Linked DNA regions of Mus musculus: region 1 is linked to region 2. A link is a contact called in public Hi-C data. All regions are on one chromosome and are shown on one strand. Each heading gives the region's core, a stretch centred on a gene start, on an enhancer-like site or on the middle of the called end of the contact. The rest is flanking DNA. Distances are from core to core; before and after follow the strand shown.

Region 1 (4,924 bases), core at 935-3,434, 150 kb before region 2:
TGGGCCTCTCTCATCCTGCTGTTGACTAACTGGGGAGAACTGGGGAAAGGGTGCTGTGGTACCTAGTGTACTGGGCACGGTGTGGGGCTATGTGGTCCCTAGTGCCTAGAGTGCATGGTCTCTGACCAAACTGGTCCTGAGTCTATTGTCTAGTCCTCGAGAGAGTGCGAGCATCACCATGGAATCTATCAGCTTGCTCTGACCAGTTAGGACCAGTTGAGCAAAAACTACATGGCTGTAGTATGATTAAGCCATCTCTCTTTTGGCTCACATACACCCCCTTCCCCCACCCCCTGGATCCAGGGATGCAGCATCTTTCTGTGTCTTGCCCTCATGTTCATCTTCGGGCATCAGTCCGGCTCATATCCAAACACCTTGATACTCAGGCAACAGCAGGGTCTGCTATCATCACCTCCTGTCTAACCTGGCCCCAGCCTGTATCCCAAGCCCACTTCCTCCTACCCTGCCTCAGCATCAAGGCCACAGACACTGTGCCTGTGTTCAAACCCTGTCCATAGTGAAGCCTTTGTCTCTGCCCATTAGGAGCCCATGGTCGGCTCAGACCCACCCACACTGCCATTCCTCCCACGATTCCCACCCTCCTATCCTTACACTAGTGAGCCCTTTCTCTACCTTCAAGTTCTGTCATTGTACACTTTGTGCTTTAAAACGTGTATGTGTGTGCGTGTGAGTGGAGGTCAGAGGTTGTCCAGGTCACTAGGCTGGCCAGTCAGAGAACTCCAGGGAGCCTCCTGTCTCTGCTTCCCCAGCACTGGCATTAAAAGCACACACATCACAACTGACTTTATCTGTAGGACCCAGGGATCTAAAACAGATCTTCATGTTTTTGTGGCAAGCATTTTTGCCTTCCCCAGCCCCTACTCTGTGCTCTGAGCTACATGAGGTCTCTAGACCTTTTCTAAGCCACAGCTACTCCGGGCCATCTTGGGCTCAGGCTTCTGCTCACGCCGTTTGACTGCACAGTAAGAGGTGTTTCGTTTCCTCCAGAATGTGGTGCTGAATAGCTCTGCTCTGCTCTGCTCTGGGGTGCTCTGGTCTGAAAGAGAAATGACTAGGGAAACTGCAGCCAGTGTTAGCTTGTCAAATCCTGGGTCCTCGTCCTGGAAGTCTCCATGCAAGCATAAACACATTGGTTCTCCACAGAGGGGTGGTTGTCAGCCTCTTTCTTCCTGAAAGCTGGCTGTGTCTGCACTGTACCTGACCCAGGTTGGAACAGAGGTCAGGACTGCACTTCAGGCTTCCCCCAGCAGGCGGCAGTGGAGCCCCAGAGCCCCACCCACAGGTTGACTTCCAGGCGCTACATACACTGTTTTCTAGTTCACTTTAGTGAATGTGTCAGTTCATGGAGGGATAGAAAAAGGTTTCTGCCCTCTACCCTTAAGACAGTTCTCATGGAGTCCCCATGGTCACCAAGGGATATTAGGGACATGGTCAGCTGGCACCCTAATAGCCACTGTATTGGGCTACAAGGCATCATGGGAACAGAGGCAGGTTCTCTTAAAACATGCCAGAACTCACATGCTCTGAGCCCTACAGGTTCAACGCTTGTGTGCAAGATTCCATACCTTGCTTGAAGTGCTTTTCCCTGGGTGAGCAGATAGGAGTATCTAAGGACAGGGCCAGGGCACCTTCTGGGCACACAAGAGCCCTCATGGCAGAGCTGCTCAGAGATTCTTGAGAGCTGGTTTCTGGGCCCAAGATTCTTGGAAGCTACCCACAATTTAATACCCATAGGGGATTGCCAGCGTGAAGCCTCGGCACTGTGGAAACTGGTCTGTTTTCATAGCATCTGGGAGGTGTAATCAGGTGTCTACATTGAAGATGGAGAGAGGGGAGGAAGGAGTGGGGACAGAGGGCAGGGAGAAGAGATCAATTTCCTTTCTACTTACTGGGTGCCACTGTGCATGCCCTGCGGATCCACCAGGGAAAGCGAGAGAAAGGACTTCTTGTTTGAAGACAAATCTTTATTCTAGTTGGCAATATCTACCAGGGCCAGGCCTCCCTGCACAGCAAGTCAGACCTGCCATCTTTCAAGCCTTTCCCAGTTGCCCCTTGATGTAGAAACTACCTACCCAGCTGCCGCACACATCTTTATCATCTCAGCCATAGCCTGGTCACTAGGGTGGCCCCAGAGGACAGCCATCAGGCTTTGTAGCCACTGCCACCTGGTGGACAGGATCAGAAGTCAATTCTGTTCTGTAGTGGACCAGAGCTTAGCAATGACTGAAGGGAGTGGAGCAGACCTAGGAGTGACACCAGGACACCAGGCATAGAAAACTATGTCCTGAAGTAGCTCCATGTCTCTAGCTGAGTCAAATAGGTCTTACTGCAAGCTCCTTGTGGGCTGGTAAAGACAGCCCAGTACATAGAGTGCTTGCCTGGCCAGGGTGAGGACCAGGATTCAGATGCCCAGAGCCCATGTAAATGCTATGTGTGTGGTGGCCCACATGTAATACTGTCACATGTGAGGAAGGAAGCAACAAAGACGGTGGTATCAGCTCTGGGGCCCCACCCATATGCTTTCCTCTCAAAGCCCAAACCAACCAATCTCATTTTCTGATTCACCCCTGGGACACAACAGAAGCCAAACTGCAGGGCAGAAGCTCCTAAAAAGTGTCCACCAGGGCCAGAGACATGAGCAGGCATAGCATCAGGGTGGCGAATGGGAGAAACTGTAGGGAGGAATGTCTGCAGGGGCACCTGCTGCACAGGTGACAAGGGGTCTTCATACACAGCCTAGACTAAGGAAAAGGTCAAGCTGACCATTCATGCCTACAAGCAAATCACTTCTGCGTATCAAGGGGCTTCCATCGGAAGGGGCCCACCTACCCAGTCACCCACCCAAGTATCCGTCCTGCAGGACAGTCACAGAGCTAGTGACTCTGGCTTAGTAACAAGGAAAGCTGATGTGTCCAAACAGAATTGGTCTGGGGGTGGTGGGGTGGTAGTGAGTGCTTAGTGCAGTTTCTGATCTGATTCATCAAAATACACACAGCTGTGATAGCCACGTTGGGTAGAAGGGACAGAGATGCAGGGCCCAGAATTTCATTTGTCAGGATTCCAGGGCAGAGATGAGCCCAGTGAGTGGTCTGGGAATGGGCACCTCCCTATACTGTGAGAGCTAAGGATCAGGCGTCTGATGTCCAAAGTGCCCAGAGGAGGAGGGCGCGGGCTCCCGAGCCATAAAGGGGCCACGTGCCTCACTCACGACCCATGCTATGCCTGCCATGGCCCACCACCACCAGTTTCTGCTTTGTGTACCCCAGGATTGTGCTCTGGCTGCCATATCCACTCGTATAGCTAGCTGCATGGCTTGCCTCCCTGATCCTCTCTGGGGCAGGCACTTCCTCTGGTTTGGGGACTAATTTGCTCAGCTCCCAGTTACCCGAGTAACAAGATCCATTGATTTCAAAGCAGTGGGTTCAGGACCGGGAACCTGAGGGTGGTGGGTGTCTGGTTTGTAACCAATGCCCTGCTGGCAAGCGCTCATGCCCCTGAGGAAGAGATCTGGCTCTCACAGCAATTTACATGGGCAACTGCACAGCTCTTCTGACTAGGGTCTAGATGTCCCTAGCTATACCTGGGAGGGCACTGTCCATCACTTTTAAGAAGTGACCTTAGTTTACCCAGTGGTATCTCTGCACTCTCCTTCAGCACAGCTCACTAGGGATGCTCATCAATAGAGAAGCTTAGCACTGAGCTATACTGATGGGGGTTGAGGCCCAGGACCTCCCAAGTCATTTGGTTAGCCTGTGTGCAATGACCAGGCCGAGAATCTACTTTTGAAACGCACAGGCTTGGGGAACCACATGGGCGTCGCTGGAGTAGCTGCGAGAAGGGCTGGCCTGAGGTGAGAGTGCTGTATCACCTCATCCGCCCAGATGTGGGTCCTCCACCTTGGCTAGGTGGCAGGAAATGTCTACACCTAAGTGAACACTAGGAGACATTTGTGAAGTAAAAACCGGACACTTGTACATCCTGCCTAAGAACTGCATCCCGAAAGGTTCTTGAAAACCTCTGAACTCTTCTGTTTCATGTATGTGTGTACAATGTAGCTGTCCTCAGACACACCAGAAGGCGGCATCGGATGCCCATTACAGATGGTTGTGAGCCACCATGTGGTTGCTGGGATTTGAACTCAGGACCTCTGAAAGAGCAGTCAGTGCTCTTAACCTGCTGAGCCATTTTTCCAGCCCACCTCTGAACTCTTAGTGTCAACTGTCATAAACTAGATACTTCACAGTGCAACCAACTTCCTCTCCCTCTGCCCCACCTTCCTAGTCTCCAGTGACAGCTGTCCCCACCTTCTCCAGGATTATTAGCTCCATTCTATCAGAATGCATGCATCCCAGCTGCTCTATGACACCTAAGTCACTGCATGTTTCCTGCAGGTTGCTTCAAATGAGAGGTTTCATTTTTACTTATGACCCAGTAGTTTCCCAAGGTCTATATATGTGATGTTATACACACACACATCTCCTTGTTAGTAAACTGTTCAGCCAGTGAGCACTGTGACTACTGTGGCTAACACATGTGTTTGTGGGTTCCACTGTCCTTGCTCTCTCCTGCTCATATACCCAGGACTGGAGTCATGGAGTCACAGAGCAGTTTTACTTTAGCCTAAGTGGCTTGCTGGCTGACACTTGGGTCTTAACATGTAAGAACCAAAATATCTGCTACCTGGCCTCAGCCCCAAAGCTGCTTAAGGGCTATGAATGAATACACGTAGCTGCTTCCTCTTCCCCTCAAGTGGGCGACACCTGACCTGGCTGTCCCTAGGCCGTCCTCCTTGGCAGGCAGCTTCGCAGTATACTCTCTGGGCCGCTCTTGCTCCGCTTCTTGAAATGCACGGCTTTAATACAGAAACTTTCAGGAGAAAGTGTCTCTGGGCATCAGAAGCACA
Region 2 (5,517 bases), core at 1,889-4,388:
TGGCTGTCCTGGAACTCACTTTGTAGACCAGGCTGGCCTAGGACTCAGAAATCTGCCTGCTTCTGCCTCCTGAGTGCTGGGATGAAAGACGAGCACCACCATGCCTGGCAGAATTTCTTTCATTAAAAATGATTTTTAGGGCTGGAGAGGTGGCTCAGGGGTTAAGAGCACTGACTGCTCTTCCAAAGGTCCTGAGTTCAAATGCCAGCAACCACATGGTAGCCCACAACCATCTGTAATGGGCATCTGATACCCTCTTCTGGGGTGTCTGAAGACAGCTACAGTATACTCATATACATAAAATAAATAATTCTTTAAATTCTTCAAGAAAAATTTTAATCATATATTTAGTGCAACTGATTTTCCTTTGATCATTTCCAAAATGTAGGCCAAGAATATATGGCATTTTCATTTTTACAAACTTCTTTTGTTTTAGCTTTACTTCCCCTTATATCAAAAGTTATTTGAAGAGAAGTATTACATTTCTGAGCATAGAGGACTTGTATTCTTTTGTTTTTCATGGTAAATGTAATCATATAGACATTTTTGTCTTATAACTTAAAATACAAGCAACTTTTAAGGGTGTGACAAAGTAAGGCTGGAGAGATGGCTCAGCACTTAAGAACACTGGCTGCTCTTCCAGAGGACCCCGGTTCAATTCCCAGCACCCACATTGCAGCTCACAACTGTCCACAATTTCAGTTTGAGAGGATCTTACACTCTTATACAGAGACAAAACACCAATGCACATAAAAGTAGATCTTTTTTTTTAAAAGTGACAAAAATACAGAAAAAGGTTGTGCACTATTACCCAGAGTTCCAAGTCGACAAGCTTAAGATCAGCGCTTAGGAAACAACTAATGAAAGCCGTGCGGGACACAATTCCCGCCCAGTGAGCACAGCAGTCACCAGAAGATAAACAGAAAGCAGACTGCGGACCGGAAAGTCTCCAAGCACGGCCGTCCTCCATCAGCTGATTAACACACTCACTGCAGTCATATGGCCCATGTCAGCATCTTTTCAGAGAAGTAAAGAGGCTACCACAAGGCTCTCATGGAAAAGCAACATTGGAACCCACAGTAAAACCTAGAATGAAGAGACCTTAACTGCTAGCAGGGCAAAAAGGTGCTAAACATTGTGTGGACAAAGACAAGAGCAAGACCTGCTGTCCAACGCACACTGACGCATGTGGACAAAACAGTAAGAATGTTCAAGTCCAAAACAGTGAAGCTTAAGCTGAAAGAGACAGAACTCTGCGAAACATAAAGCTTCTTAAGGGATTCTCTGCAGAGGTAATGAATTTTTTTTTTTTACCATAAATATGGCAGCTGCTCACAGCAAAACAAGGAGGTAAATTAATGCAGGTTGAACATAATGAAAATCAGAAGCTCTGAATAATTTGGTCAAGGGCCATGAACTTTAGAAATTCTACCCTAAGCCACCTTTCTAAAATATGACTCCCTAGGTAAGACGGTAACCTGCAGCCTGAACTACCTTACTATGGTTTTTCCCCCTTGTAACTACTAGAAATATGAGGCAGAGAGTGAGTAAGCTGAAACCCAGCCATCAAGTCAAGGGCAACCTGTGACCTCCCATACTGTCCTCCCGTCAGGGCACTATCATAGCACACTCTCCCAGTCACAAGTCTCAGTCAGAGAGCAGCTACTCCACACATCACCGACAGAGCGTCATCCTAAAGGGGAAAGCAACACGAGCCAACAGCAAGAGACAGTCGAGCATGTGGGCTCATGCATGCCTGGAGCTTTGCCGACAGCTCCTAGGGCTAAGTTTAGCTCCCTGTACCAAAGAATATCCAATCAAGCCACCTACTGGGTGACAAGAAACAAAATCCATGGATGATTATCATCAGTACCACAAATAACTGTATTATAAGATTTCCTTTCTTGAACACTAATTTTTATAGACCTTATTGAAATTCAGTAACTGAAAAAGAACATAAATTAGTAAGGCGACCTATATGAGACCTCTGTGAGTGCTTTCCACATGTCTGCTGGAGTGGACATTAGGCCAAAAGATATGTGTTCAAGTTATGATGCCGCTGCTAGGTCACATGACCCAGAGTAAGTGTCAAAAGGATGACTCAAAAATCAGCAAATTTGATTCTGTCACAAAGCTATGTCAAAGCAGGATTCAGCTGAAGTCATCTTGTTTGAATCTGGCACTTTCCACTGTTATGTCACAATGTCAACCAAAAATGCTACCTAGGCAACAGCATAACCCCAATCAAATGCTGGCTTCTGTGATGGCAGCGGTGAGTGGGGGTCATGAACTAAGGAAACAGGCACCTACTTGAAATTTACCAGAAAGGTAAAGATAGGGGTGGCTAAAGCCAAGGGCCCAAAGCAGGCCACAGAGCAGTTGCATTGCTCAGCACACACTGCTCAATATAGCCCAGACTGAGGACGAATTTCTTTTGGGTAAGGAAAAGCTAAGATGTCACAATTTACAAAGCAAAACCCACAGAGGAATTCTGTTTTTCTTTTGATTCACAGTGACTAAAGGACAAAGCTCTCCTTCTCTTTTATAACCCAACTCTAGCACCAGCTTGAAAGAAAAATATAGACATCAGCTTCCTCACCAGTGAATGGGATGGCAGAGCCCAGTCAATGGCTGCACACGGCAGGACTCCATGTACCGGAGTCCTTTGATCTTTGAAAGAATGGCACTGAGAGCCAACACCATGAGCCTTTCGCTTTTTCCTTTTTTGTCCTCTAGTTTTCTCCATTATACTCATTTGATCCCCTTTCATGTGCCCATGAACTGTTTTATTTGTGTCCCCTTCAAAATTGAACTTATCTATAGTAACAGCACTGGTTTACATTGAGAAAAAAGGAAGTGCCCTTCCCTGTGGGAAAGCTATAAAAAGAGGAACGGAGAGAACACACTGAAGCCTCAACCATCACGTCTCACTCATCAGAAGTTTAAGCTAAAGGACCCAAACTCTGGAGAAGACAAAGGAATAAATGAAGACTAATAGGGTTCTGCCACATCCTGTTTGATGGACGGTAACCACAGAAACACCCCAAAACTTTCCTTGCCGAGATACCACTGCAGAGAATGAGATTAGAGCCACACACTGGGCATCAGATGCTGGCAAACGCCAGGGTTTCAACAAGATTTACGAGGCCAGACCACAGAGCAACACAGTGAGCACTTGTCATCCAGTCACCAGGTCACCGAGAAATGTGTCATTTAGGCCAAATAAAAGGAAACTGGAGAATTTTCCTCAATGAGAGGCTAGAACTACACTTCTCTGTGGCTATCCAATACCAAATGGTCAGCCCTGAAAACATACATACAAGTGACAATATACAGACAGGACAGGGTGTACTTACGTACTTAGGAATTTATAACATGCATCTTTATGTTACAATAACTAATGAAAAAAAGGTCATGAATTTGAAAAAAGAGAGTAGAAAAATGTCTTATGGGAGGGCTTAGAGGAAGGAAAGGGATGTGAGATGATACATTCGATCTCAAAAATAAATCATTTAAGAAAAAAAATGGAGATGAAGGTTTCGTACCAGACCTACTACTATTTTTATAACATTTTTTAAAAATTCTTTTTAAAAAGTATTTATTTTATGTATATGAGTACACTGTAGCTGTCTTCAGACACACCAAGAGAGAGCATCAGATCTCATTACAGATGGTTGTGAGCCACCATGTGGTTGCTGGGAATTGAACTCAGGACCTCTAGAAAAGCAGTCAGTACTCTTAACTGCTGAGCCAGCTCTCCAGCCCTTTGTACAACCTCTAAGCTAATATAACAAAAGGATTAAAACAGTCAGTATGATTTACAGTCAGTAAAGATTCTACTCAGATACCTGGGACAGGGCAGTGGCTAATGACTTCTCATGCCCAGAAAGAGCACTGCAAGTCTAGAGTGACCCAGAAGGAGCACTGGAAGTCTAGAGTGACCCAGAAGGAGCACTGCAAGCCTAGAGTGACCCAGAAGGAGCACTGCAAGCCTAGAGTGACTCAGAAGGAGCACTGCAAGTCTAGAGTGACCCAGAAGGAGCACTGCAAGCCTAGAGTGACTCAGAAGGAGCACTGCAAGCCTAGAGTGACCCAGAAGGAGCACTGCAAGCCTAGAGTGACCCAGAAGGAGCAATGCAAGTCTAGAGTGACCCAGAAGCGTGCATCAAGACTGCCCGGCCAATTTTACATTCTTTTGTTGTTGTTTTTTGAGACAGGGTTTCTCTTTAAAGCCCTGGCTGTCCTGGAACTCACTTTGTAGACCAGGCTGGCCTCAAACTCAGAGATCCACCTGCCTCTGCCTCCCAAGTGCTGGGATTAAAGGAGTGCGCCACCACGCCCGGCTTCAATTTTACATCTTTAAATAGTTAAAAAGAAAAAAAAAAGTGGAAAACTCCTGAGAAGTGAAATTAAAATAAAACAATTCATTTCCTAAAGTAACTGGATCTATCTCTACAGCTTTGCAAAGGAGACCGCTGGCTCTATCACTGAACATGTGACAGGTGAGCACCACGCCAGGGACAAAGGCATCTCAGCTAAAGCCAGCAAGTTTCAATGGCTTTTATTGAACTCAAATTCTGTCGAGTGAATGAAAAAAAGAAACAAAAGGGAGGAAGGAAGGAAGAAATAGGAGTTTTGTTGTTGTGATGTTGGCTACTGTGGAGATTTGAATAGGTTTGGTTCCAACAGCCTCATGTCTTTGAACATTTGGCCCAGAGGGAGTGGCACTATACACAGGTTAGCCTTGTTGGAGGAAGTGTGTTATTGGGGAAGTTGGCTTTGAGGTCTTATATATGCTCAAACTACGTCCAGTGTGATACATAGCCCTCTTTCTGCTGCCTTCAGATCAAGATGTAGAACTCTCGGCTCTCTCAAGCACCATGTCTGCCTGCATGCTATCATGCTTCCTACCATGATAAACTGTAAGTCAGCCCCAATTAAATGTTGCTTTAATCATGGTGCCTCTCACAACAATAAAACCCAAACACACAGCTACTAGACTTATGTCATGTAAGAGGCCCCAGACCAGCCAGACATATAGACACAGCATGTACAAGGGGACGGATCCTGCTCTGCTCTGGAGCATACAGGACAGAACAGAAGGGCACACCCACTTTTAATCAGATGTGACATCCCCTCCTGCCTCAGTCTGTATCTTCAATACATTCCGCTACTCTTTAGCATGCTTTTTATTACAAATGTTCAGACATAAGAAAACTGGAAGAGGAGCTATTAAAATTTGCTGTTTTTTTCTTAGGGTTTCTTATATTTAACATTTTCTTTATCTGTTTTTCCCCCTCTATCTTTTGTAGCACTTGGGCTTGATTTTTACAAAGGTAACTGGAAAACTTCAGGGTATTTCACCCAAAAACTTTAGCAAATAATACTATGAAATATAGGAGAGGTAAAGTGGTGTTAGACAATCTCTGGACCTTCAATAACCCCAGGAAACAGAGGAGTGTTAGCGTGCCAAGACCATGAGTTGTCTGCCTGGCCACAATGATGACCACAGATCAG

What was found. Hi-C and Micro-C count contacts between places; a contact is called where the count stands out from the background.
Region 1: a Hi-C map of bone marrow-derived macrophages shows a contact between it and region 2, with 2.6 times the contacts expected there. The contact joins two enhancer-like sites. A contact is called at or near these places in 2 of 15 datasets of contacts at CTCF or cohesin (large pre-B cells and pro-B cells), 34 of 484 Hi-C or Micro-C datasets (B cells, the Ba/F3 cell line, CD4 T cells and 18 more), 4 of 115 datasets of contacts at active chromatin or transcription factors (CD8 T cells, large pre-B cells, memory CD8 T cells and 1 more) and 4 of 9 other capture datasets (adipose tissue, embryonic stem cells, liver and 1 more).

What each region holds. Positions count from the first base shown.
Region 1 is chr4:150,622,876-150,627,799 of GRCm38.p6, reverse strand. No RefSeq gene overlaps it. Among named protein-coding and RNA genes, the nearest start is that of Slc45a1, 27 kb to the left of the region's middle. Within about 2 kb of position 2,184, at least 25 of the 459 cell types and tissues checked have an H3K27ac peak or open chromatin away from gene starts, as enhancers often do. A contact at or near this core is called in bone marrow-derived macrophages, where this site is marked.
Region 2 is chr4:150,470,437-150,475,953 of GRCm38.p6, reverse strand. The region is part of intron 6 of Rere (arginine glutamic acid dipeptide (RE) repeats); the gene reads right to left. Among named protein-coding and RNA genes, the nearest start is that of Gm52709, 5.8 kb to the right of the region's middle. Within about 2 kb of position 3,138, at least 75 of the 459 cell types and tissues checked have an H3K27ac peak or open chromatin away from gene starts, as enhancers often do. A contact at or near this core is called in bone marrow-derived macrophages, where this site is marked.